Regions from separate parts of the Rattus norvegicus genome. Here region 1 is linked to region 2. A link is a contact called in public Hi-C data. All regions are on one chromosome and are shown on one strand. Each heading gives the region's core, a stretch centred on a gene start, on an enhancer-like site or on the middle of the called end of the contact. The rest is flanking DNA. Distances are from core to core; before and after follow the strand shown.

The links. A called contact is a pair of places that touch in the nucleus more often than the background predicts.
Region 1: a Hi-C map of Schwann cells shows a contact between it and region 2, with 5 times the contacts expected there. The contact joins the promoter of Rpl35 here to the promoter of Psmb7 in region 2. A contact is called at or near these places in 3 of 12 Hi-C or Micro-C datasets (Schwann cells, liver and mammary epithelial cells).

Annotation. Positions count from the first base shown.
Region 1 is chr3:43,163,757-43,169,888 of GRCr8, forward strand. Rpl35 (ribosomal protein L35) reads right to left here and starts at 2,165. Exons shown (of 4, transcript NM_212511.2): 1 at 2,124-2,165; 2 at 1,743-1,879; 3 at 1,188-1,269. The coding sequence starts at 2,126. It overlaps Arpc5l (actin related protein 2/3 complex, subunit 5-like), which reads left to right and starts at 5,846. Exons shown (of 4, transcript NM_001037767.2): 1 at 5,846-6,053. The coding sequence starts at 5,905. It also overlaps a transcript of Wdr38 not described here.
Region 2 is chr3:42,825,842-42,831,265 of GRCr8, forward strand. Psmb7 (proteasome 20S subunit beta 7) reads right to left here and starts at 1,629. Exons shown (of 8, transcript NM_053532.1): 1 at 1,561-1,629; 2 at 1,072-1,165. The coding sequence starts at 1,622.

The sequences.
Region 1 (6,132 bases), core at 915-3,414, 340 kb after region 2:
CTGCCTGCAAAGGGGCAGGCACAATGGGTTCACATCCCCATGCACCAAGCTCCTGCAGGTGGACAGAGGACCCTAGAAAGCTCTACAGGATAAGGTGAGGAGCCACACCAGGCAGGCTTTCAGTCATGTCAACGTCACTTATCCACTTAGAGTTCTCTCCACAGAGCAGCCAAACACACCTATGTCCTGTTCATTCTCCAACAGTGTGAACAGATGGCAAAGATCAAGTCTAAGTGTCCACACAGCACGGTGCCTTTAACTCCAGCAGCTAGAGAGGCAGGCAGAGGGGCCTCTGTGAGTTCTAGATTACCTGGTGTAAAAGCAAGCAAAAACCCAGAGCCCACCCTGGTTCTTTGTGGACTGGAGGTAGTTCAGTGCAGGTTTACACACTGATGTCTCCGGACAGACACACAGACACACTGCTGAAAAGCCACATGTGTCAGCACTAGCAATGAAGCACAAAAAAGTTCAAGGTAAGTTCCACTGCTCAGGGGTGAGGTAAGGTCCCCACACATCAGTACCGAGTGATAGGTATCTTGGCTCTAGCATCTCCGAAATTAAGAAACTGTACTTCAGACGTGTCTAATCCAAAATGTCCCTCCTGGGCGGTTGAGTCACACCACAGACAGACAACTTTCTGACATGCCAAACCCCAACATTAGGTAAAATTTGCAGAGATGTAATTCAAGACACCACCAGATGGCTTCAATTAAGTGGGATTATCTTAAAATGACATGGCTCCCCACCCCAATCCTTCTGGAGACTAGCTAACTACAGGAGTCGATTCCTAGTAAAAACACGTTAATCTGAAAGCACTAACAGTTATGACAAACATCTTGCAACCACCCAGCAATACTCTTAATGTCCTCACGATACGGTTCTGAAGAGAAACTTGGGGGGGGGGGGTCCCTGTCTACCAACTGTAGGTGTCCATGGGTAACCCAACCTCCAAGTCTTGGAACAGAAGGTGCTTGGCTGTGAGACAGACATACTGAGACAGTGAGACACACTAAACAGCTAGCTTCACCTCAGGCTAGGGTCCCAGTTTCATCTACCACACAGCTGAGCCCAAAGCTAGCGCCCAGTCCACCCTCCCTTCTGACCCTCTGACACCAAGAATCCATGTCAGTCCGGAAAGCTGGTAACTGTGCAAACTCAGCCAGAGGGCCCAGTCTCCCAGTGCTCACCTTGTAGAATTTCCTGAGGTTTTCCTTTTGAGTCTGATTAATGACAGTGAGGACACGGGCGATGGATTTGCGTACGACTCGTCTATAAAAATAAACGGCAGTGAAGATCAGGCAGGCACGTACAACTCAAGTCCCTCCTATCACCCAGGAGGTAAAAACCCCAGAGGTAAGGACAGGTTTGTCAAGAGGTACACGTGGGGACTTAACGCAGATTCGGCAACGAGGAAAGACCTTTACACTCAGGCCAAAAACTGAGGCCATGCCTTCAAGTGTTAAGTAATCACAAATTGAAGGTTCAGGCCGACAACAGTTGATTTTGGTCATGGTGATGACAGATCACGTCCGTGACTGGAACACATGGTCTCAGCACATATTTTGTCTCTTGCAAGCCTCCCCTGGTCCAGTCTCACTACAACCCATGTGAGGGGGCACCACCATGGCCTTTTCAGGAAGGCCCTACTCTCTCACCCAGTTCTTCGCCAAGGACAATTGGGGGGAAAAGACGCAGGCACTAAGGCAGGGAAAGCCCCAGCGAGGGCCTCAAGGACCACTTACATCTTGGAGAGCTTGGACGCGGCGCCGCCTGTCACTTTGGCCACGCGAAGCTGGGACAGTTCCACCTTCAGATCATCCAGTTGTTTCAACAGCTCCTCCTTCTTCTTGCCGCGCAGGTCCCGAGCCTTAATCTTGGCCTGCATGAGAAGCGTCTCTGTGGGTCACTGAGCGGGAGCTCTCGCTTCCTTCGCGGCCGACCAAGGAGGGACCGTGGCCGCGGCGCAAGCAAGGGTAGGCGGTCAGAGCCGGCCCGAACCAGGCACAATCATACAGATTCGCAGGCCCTGCGGCTCCCTGAGTCCCCCACGCCCGCCCCGCACCCCGTGCCGCTGTCCCCACGTGTTCCCGGCGCCCGATGGCACCGGATTCCCTTTGCCTCACCATTGCTGCGCTGTTCGCGGATGAGGCCGCCCGGTTCGAGAGAAAGAGGAAGGGGCGGGGCCGACTTCCGCCACTATAGCCACTGGTGCCGAGCGCAGCCAATAGCGTTGCGGCGTGGGAGGCCCTTTCTGCCTGTGCGCAGTCGCGTCAGTGGTGCCCTCCGCTTCCGGGGAATTCTGCGGTACTGAGGTTGGCTGGTCTCTAAGCAACGCAGCTGGGGAAACTGAGTCTCCGGATGAGCAGCTCCTGGCTGGCTGAAGATAGCGCCGTGAAGGCTGCAGTTCTTCCGTTAACTTGCATTTTCGGGAAGCCTGAAGTTCCCTGGTCTGTGCGGGTCTGAGCTAGCCGCGGGTCGTGTCAGGGAGCGGAGGGCTTGAGATGTGAGTTTCAGACAGGGTCTCACCTTAAATCCCTTCCTAATGCTTAAAGTACAGGCGTTTACCACAATGCCCCGTGCGAGTGCGAGAGAGCGAGCCAACTAGCATGTTTGGAAGTTAGAAAACAACCTGTGGGAGTTTGTTTTCTTCCACCGTTCGGCGCTCGAATGCAGATGGTCAGGTTCTACGGAACCATTTCGCTATCTTTTTTTTTTTTTTTTTTTTAGTACAAGGCCTCTATATATACCCTGGGCTTGTTTCGTACCCAAGTTTGGCATCGAAAGTTCGACACCACCTGGCAAGGGTCACAATAGAGTCAAACTCCAGCAAAAACTGATGGAGACGTAGTACAAATCTCATCCCCAGATTTTTTGGCATTTCCGATTATTGCTTTAGGTCTGGGCATGGAATCAGTCTTGTGACTCCAGCGCCCAGGCAGTGGAAAAGGAGGATCCGGAGTTCAGGCCTCCTTCATACCCTGATTGTATGAAGGATTCCAAGACGTGCTGAGTTTGGTTCCGTGGTAGTGTTTGCCTGGCTTGCACAAAGCTGTGTCCAGTCCCCGGCAGCTGTTATATGAGTAAATAAAAACTCCGAAACAAAATCAGAGCCTTGCTTTATTGCTAGTACTAGTTGATCTTGGCGAGTCCCTTCGCGTCTCTGTTAAGTGTATTTTTTTGAGGGTTAGAGGAACTAAACAAAACTTTCGAAGCTCCCAGCTAAGACCTGATAGGTAAAGATCGAGGAAAGTATCAGTTGGTATTAACATGGTTAAAGAGCACATAGCCCTTTACCCACAGTCCCAGACAGACCACCAGCATGTAGATCAGAGCAAAGCAGACTAGATGTTAGGTTTCAGTAATAAATGACCAAACTGACCAATCAGAGCCCTTTTCTTTGCCAAGCTCTTGCAGCTGCCCTTTTCCCATCAGTTTCTCAGCTGTTGTTCAAGACATGATGCTGATAGCCGACCAGGGACTCAGGGTACTGTAATGAACATTTTTTTAGTCACCACCCACCCCAAGAGTAGCAGCCTAACCTTGTATCCTAAGTGCTCTTACGTACCAAAATGAGTTAAGCCATGTGTTTGTGTGCCTGTTTCCAGAGCCAGTCTTGAAGGTCTCTGAGGGTTTAATGCTCTCTAGGCCCAGGATGTGGGTCCTGCTTGGATAGAATGAATTAATAAGCCTTTTGTAAGTGGGATAAGAGGAAATGAGCAGAGTGTGGATTAGTTTTATCCTTTTTTTTTTTTTTTCGGGGAGCTGGGGACCGAACCCAGGGCCTTGCTCTTGCTAGGCAAGTGCTCTACCACTGAGCTAAATCCCCAACCCTGTGGATTAGTTTTAAATGGAAGTCTAAAGATACAACTTACCAGATGATCAGGATTCTACTAGAGTTATGATTATACATATTTCTGGAAATTTTTTGTGGTGCTAGGATTAAACCCAGGATTCACAATGTATTTTTAATTCCCAGTGTATTGGGGTTACATCCTCATATTTGAAGACAAAAACTTATAGGTAATTTATTTTTACATGGCACATGCAGTGCCAACAGACGTGACTGGATCACCCTGGAGGTAGAGCTGCTATGTAGATGCTGGGAACTGGGAACTGAACCTAGGTCTTCTCTAGGAGTAGCAAGTTTTTTGTTTGTTTTTTTTTTTTAATTTTGAGACAGTTTCACTGTGTAGCCTTGGCTGATCTGGAACTATGTAGACCAAACTATCTAGAACTCACAAGAACCTCTTGCCATTGCTTCCTAAGTGCTGGGATAAGAGGCATGTGCCACATTACTGGCTGTGTGCAGCAGGAGCTCTCCAGCCTGGGACTTGTTCTGAGGCAGGGACTCACTAAATGCACATAGATGGTTGATCCTCTTGGCTTAATCCGGAGAATCAGTATTAAGGGAGTGTACCACCACATCAAATTTCATATCATGATTTAAAATCCTATCTGCCAGCCACTGGTAGTACATGCCTTTAATCCCAGCACTTGGGAGGCAGAGGTAGGTGGATCTTCAGAGTTTGAGGTCAGTCTGGTCTACAGAGCAAGGTCCAAGACAGCCAGGGTAAAACAGAGAAACCCTGTCTCAAACAAAACAAAAATCCCTTTTGCCTGATGAACATCCATGAACACAAGCTAGAACATTATTTCATTCATTAGTTTATTTGAGGCTATTTACCTGTCAAACCAGTATTTCTGGTATTAAGTTCCTTCTGACCAAGATGTTCTAAGGGAGGGACTGGAGTGATGGCTGGGCAGTTAAAAGCACTTACTGCTTTTACAGAGGACCTGGGGTTCCATTCCCAATAACCATAAGACATGGTGGCTAGTAACCATCTGTGTAATCCCAGTTCCAAAAGGATCCCACGTCCTTTCCTGGCCTCCAGCAGGCAATACACCCAGGTGGTGCTCAAAAATACTTGAAGACAAAATATTTAAGAAAAATAATAAAGTTGTTCTGGGGATATGAATTCCTGCTATCTTCTGATTAACTTGCGCCCCTATTACTTCTTAGGTATGAGGCAGGACTACATTCAGGATCTGAGTCTTTATTCAGCGTGTACTTGCCCCCATGGGAGCTTGCCTTTAGCATCCCAAGGTTAGGGTGCATCAGCCTGGAAGTTTTTGATTTGAAGTTAAAGGAGAACTATGTAAAGCAAAACCATGTTTCACCTGATTTTTGTTCGCGTTCTATTAGGTGAAAATATAATAGCTTTCGTATAATTACAAAAAAAAGGATTCATTTTAGCCTACGGTTGAAATAAAGAGAAACCAGCATCCCAAGCGTCCGTCCTAGAAGCCACCTTCCTCCCATCGAATTATGGGAATTCTGTAGTTTTCGCCTCCTAAAATGCGCCTCTTCAGTTAGGAGTACAGGTGGCCATGAGTCATCTTTATTTTCTGGAACGCTCGCAGGGGTCGGTACATCCTCAAGTAAAGTTGTTACCAAGCGTCCTGCCAGCCCCGGGTTATACATTAACGCCTTTAGAGCCGTTTAGTTTTAACAAAGAAGTCCCTTGTGGGTCAATGCGGTTAGTGTTTAAGAGACTCCGGCACTGCGGTTCACTACCACTCATCTCCATCAGCTCATAAACTTCTTCCTCCGGAGCGGACAGAGGCGGAAGATGTCCTTGCACTGCAGTCCGGCTTCTGGGACGACAGAGTTACGCCTGCAACCTCCGACAGCACTACACCAGCTTTCCACAGTCCTGCAGCGCAGCCCTGCCCACAAGAGTTTCCGGTTCCGGTGCATCCTGGAAGTGGGCGGGCGACGGCGGCTGCGCGCGGAGGAGGGGAGGAGGTGCCCGGCGGCCGCTTCCCGCCCCCAAGCGGAGCCGGTGCGGAGGGAGCCGGTACGGAGCGAAGCCTAGGCGGCTGGGCGGCCGCCGCGCTCCCGCCATGGCCCGGAACACACTGTCCTCACGCTTCCGCCGAGTGGATATCGACGAATTTGACGAGAACAAATTCGTAGACGAGCACGAAGAGGCGGCGGCGGCGTCGGGCGAGCCAGGCCCCGACCCCTGCGAGGTAGACGGGCTCCTGCGGCAATATCCTTCCCAGCGTGGCGGCCCGGCTTGGCCTTCGCACCCTGATCACCCCAGCCCCAGTCCCGGTCCTCCGGTCTTC
Region 2 (5,424 bases), core at 379-2,878:
ATTTAAGAAAAGCAATGTTGGCCATTCTCTGCTCCCATAATTCCATATCCCTAGTCAAAATTCCTACCAAAACTATTGTCCTACATTTTCAGCATATCCTTAATAAATGTTACGGCTAAATCCTCAGGTGATTAAGACTTATTTTCATCTTCAATCAAGGCTCAGAGATTCAGTAAATTCCTTACAAATCACAGATCTAAACTGGAAAGAAAAAACGTAGAATGAAGATCCACAATCTTTCCAACAAAATAACCACTTCTAGGTCAGCAAGGTTGTTCAGCGAGTAAAAAACACTAGCCCTGCAAGTCTGTTAAACTGACTTCCACTGCAAGAACCCACATGAGGCTCAGAATAGACTCCACCAAGTTGTTCTCTGACCTCTCCACTTTTCCCATAGCATGTGCACACACACCTATACAGAGAAAAATCAAGGAAACAGCTACCTCTATCAGTTTTTGAAATGTGTCTCTCTTTACCCATTAACAACATTAATCACTAGCCTTTATGATTTTTACAGTTTATTTCAGGATTTCTCTCCATTTGATGGATGGAGTTTTAACTCTGTGAAGAAAGCTGAGGGCAGAGTGGCCTGCCAGTAATCACTTAATCCCAACGTTCCAGAAGCGAATGCAGAAGCAGGTAAATCTCTGGGAGTTTAAAGCAGCCTGATCTACCCGTTATGTTCCAGGGCAGTCAGGGCTATATAATGAGACCCTGTCTCAAAACAGGGGAGACTGAACTGTCCATGCAGTTCAATAGAAGCAGTATAAATGCATTAAACATCTAGACTAACCAATTAATCCCAAATTCTGTGCTTTCCCATTATATCATCCCGCTTCCTAGAGCACCTTAGGAAAAACCAAATTGCCCTCACATCTAAAACTTCAAAATGAATAAATACAAACTATTTAATGGGTAAAACCTCCTGGTTAAAGCATTTCCTAATAAAAGCCGTTTTTTATGATGCACCCTGACATTTGCACTGGCAGATCTAGCTGGAAGTTTGAGTCCAAGTGGTCTAACTACTGTTAAAAGGTCAGTTACTGCTACGGTCGGCCTATCTCGGCTTACCTTATAGACCACCCCCGCGATGGTAGTGCCAGTTTTCCGAGCTTTCGGAAGTTTGAACCCCTTTTTTGCAAAATCAGCTTCCAAGACCGCATTCCTAAGGGAAGACACAGAAAGCAAGTGTTAGAGGACAAGACCACTGGCGCGAAGAGTGGGTGCTTAGGAGGGAACTCAGTTTGCTTCCACCCTCGTCTGTTTACTGGATTCTCCCATCATCAGCACCATCCGCGAGCAAGAAGAGACTGGGGCTATGACCCCCGCCCCACTAAAGACACAGGAAGGACCAAATCCTTACACACAGGCAAGGGGAGAGAGCCGCGCCGGTCTCAGAAGCAGCCCACGCTGGGGCCCGATTCCCTGAGTCACTCGGCCGCGGGCATCATCCCCACGCTCGCCTAAGGCCTCCGACCTAGGCCGCAGCCCAGCTCCGGCACGACCCCGGGTTCGGAACTCCTACTCGCGTCCCGATCGCGCCCCTGAGCATGAACATACCTGCGGCAATTATCAAAAGAAAAGCCTCCGACCGGTGCCTGAAACACCGACACAGCCGCCATCTTCCCAAGAAAGTGCTTCCGGGCCGAGGGCGGAGCAACCAAAAAGAATTTACACTTCCGGCGCAGCTGGGGAACAGGATGAAAGGGCGGGGCAAACTTGGAACTGGCTTTATTGGGCATAGAGTTCCTGAGTTCTCCTGAGTTCCTAGAGAGGCTCGGATCTTTGGAACATTTTGCCTCAAATCCTGGGGAGAGGAAACTAAAGACCAGCCGAAGGGACAGTATTTGTTAAGTCAGATAAATAAAATTCCCCCAATTACCAAATCTCCTGGCGCTCAGACCAGATCTGTTTCTACCGTTAAATTAGAATCCCTCATGTTTCAGGGACATCCACACACCCCAGGTCCCAGCCGCTGAGCAAGTCCCTTCAACTCCCTATTTCCTCCTGTGCGGCGAAGCTTTCACCTTCCTCAGAAAGCCAGACACATGAAAAGATGTTTCACGCCACGAGGCATGAGGGAAATGCAACCCCCAGCCCCCAATGAGATACTTTGGACCCACTACAACGACTGGAGTCGGACAGAGAAAATCACAAGTGTTGGAGAGAATGTATAAATTTAACTCTCATCTGTGACAGGTGGGAATGTAAAATGGTCATCTGCTCCGCAAAATGAATTGGATCTTAAACCTGAATTGTCACTGAAAAACTAAGTTCACAAGTGCTTCTTCACAAATAGGCATAGCAACGAGGGTCATAACAGACAAATCTGGAAACAGCAAAAATGCCCATTGACAGATGAATGAATAAACAAAATGTGATATATCAACATAGTGGAATAGTATTGGGCCATGAAAGGGAAGGAAATGTGATACCAACTAAATCAGGGGTGAACCTTGAAAACAATTTGCTAAGTATAAAGAGGGTAGGCATGGAAAAAAACACATTGCATAATTACATTCACATGTGATATGCATGTACATTCATGTGTAATCGAGTTCACATGCCTGTGAGTGCATGTGGGTGCATGTATATGGAGGCCCAAGGTTAATGTTGGGAGTCTTCCATTACTCTCCACCTTACCTTTGAGGCATAGTCTCTCAGTTGAACCCAGAGCTCACCAATACAAGATGGTTAGCCATCTTGCTCCAAGGATCCCTGCCCCTGTCCTCTGAGCACTGGCATTACAAGTCAACCGATACACCCACCAGCATTTACATGGATTCTGGGGATTCAAACTCCAATCCTCATGCTTGCATAGCAAGTTGTTCAACTTCTGGGCCATCTCCCTAGCCCTATACAGTTCCATTTGTATGAAGTATCTCAAAATAGACAAATCCATAGAAGCATAAAGTGAATCAGTAGTTATTAGGGCTGAAGAAGAGGCACGGGATTGTACAGTGGGCACAGAGTTCAAAATGTTATTCAGCATTATGAATGCAATGTTATGTAAATTTTAACAAAATCTCCTACTGAGAGAAATGTAATGCTTGCTGTGGAAGTCAGGGAAAAAATTTAAACTTACTTAGACAATAGGTGACACCCTCCACGACTATGAAATTAATTCATTTGCAAATATTTATTAAGTACCTACTATGTGCCTAGCATAATGAATGAATGAATGGCATCCCAAGGGTCTAGAACCAGTGTCTCAACTATGATTTTAGTAAATGTTCACTACAAATAAAGTTCTATCTGATTGCATCTCTGGGTCTTTTGAAATAAAATAAATTTAATTTTGAAGCCCTACCCCTTGTGCTAAGAATAGACTAGGAGAGTGGGTCCTAATCCAGTGTAGCTTGAGTCCTTGCTTGTTGACAGCCACAGGTGAAGATAACAATTCCTTATAATGTTTCTGCGGCTAGGAAATACAAAGGCCGCCTGTCAAAGCCCCAGAAAATAGACAATGGGCTGGACCAGACCCTCACACATGACCTCAAAAGGAAGTCACAGTCCTAATATTTCCAAACTCCTGAACTGTAAGGCAACTTATTTCTGTTGCCTATGCCATCTGGCTTAGAGTAATTTGTTATGGCTGCCTATCGAAGTCAGACACATCACAAGTTTACAAGCCACAGAAGAGAAAAACTCAAAACAAGTCTCTCTGGTTGGGAGTGGGCTGGTTTAGAAGCCTGAGAATGTAAGCTTATGAGATAAACAAGAGGAACAGATGAGAAATAACAAAATCAAGTTTTAGATGCGGCTTTTTGCGGGGACAGAGTTCCGAGCCTGCAGCAGAAGGAGGAACTACGGTGGGAAGATGACTGTGTCCTCCTGTGGGGTCTGACAGAAGCTACGGAGCCCACTATTTTCCTGCCAGGCTGATCTGAGGAAGTGTCGTTGCCTCTGGAGATGGTCGGCAGAGCCCAGCAGAGGGCGACTGGGAGCCTCGAGGAATCCTGGGAGCACACAGTAAGTGGCTGAGCCAGGGGACAGCTAGTGAGTGGCAGCTCCAGGCCGACCAGGAATCAGCAGCTGCATTTCCAGCCATAATCGGTAAAGCTCTAGGCCCATCGCTAAGAGCCCTGCTCAGCTTTCTTGTTTAGCTTCAGTGCTGTTCCCTGGAACTGCAGCCCCGTCCAGAATGCTCATCCTTTGTCCTGGACACTGCCCCACTTACTCCTTAACTACCAAGGGACTGATTAATGAAGCCACTGCTTCTGCCCTAGGTGGCTGTGTGATCTCAGGGAATGTCTCAATTCCCAAATAGCACAGTAACAGCCGACAGTCATGAGCAGACTCAAGGTCCTGATCTCTGTCCTATAGACAGGATCTCGGGATTGTCTCAGGCACCGTAAATGTACAAGACAGACACTGGGAAAGCAGATAACATGGAGACAGTCACAATGCCTGCCCGTGGGAAACTGACACACTCTAAGGACCCACTGTCATTTTTGTCCAACTACGCAAATGAGTCATGGAAGGGCAAAGTCTTAGCTCAAGACCATACTGTTGATGAATAGTGGAGGTCAAGATTCACCCTCACATCAATCACCTTTACTGTCAGCCCTGACATCTGTAGTTCATCTGCAACACTGGCTCCAGAATCTGTTGAGCTCTGACAAAAGTAAGGTTTTCTCCTCCCCAGCATCTACCCTCTGTCAGCTCCTAACCAGCCATGTGATGTCAGGTTCATCTTTTTTTTTATCTCTTTGTAGCTCCGTTTTTGTTTTTTTTTTTTTTTTAATCTATAAAATGAGAAAACATTGCAGTCTCCCAAATGCTTAAGTGTGACATGAACACCTGTTAACACTTCACTCATTCACTCATTCATTCATTCATTCATTCAGATTTTATTAAGACCCTCCTTGGTGACAAACTTTGTGCAAGATCATAACCTTGAGGGGTATTGTTCTAAGGACTATTTGTCCAGTTCTCAGTGCTAAGTGGCTTAAGGGACACGTTGCAAACGTAGCTAGAAGGCTTCCACATTCACCTAAGGCAGCAGGCAGGCACTCAGATGACAGCAGCTAGCAAGAAGACCTAAAAGGAAGATAGCACTTTCCACGAAGCGAGCTCAGCTTTACATGGCCCCAGCATGCCCCTGAATTTTCCAAGCACCAATAAAACAGCAGCCCCCACCTATCAAGTCTACAGACTGCCTGGGAACCCAGTGCAGGACAGGTGGAGAAGGCCCACCCCAGCCTCCATCAGGATATGCACAGTAGAGGGCTCCCCACAAGAGCTGACTTGGCCCTCTTCCCATTGCAGGGAGAGCGGTCCATGATGCTCCTGGTTACCATGGCAACTGGGCCCTTGTTTTTCCTCCTTCATAAATAAGCTATAAATAGACAGGGTAACCTGTGTGCCTTCCTTTGCATGAATTAGCGCAGCTGCTCCAGGCTCCAGGGCCCTTGGCCCAGC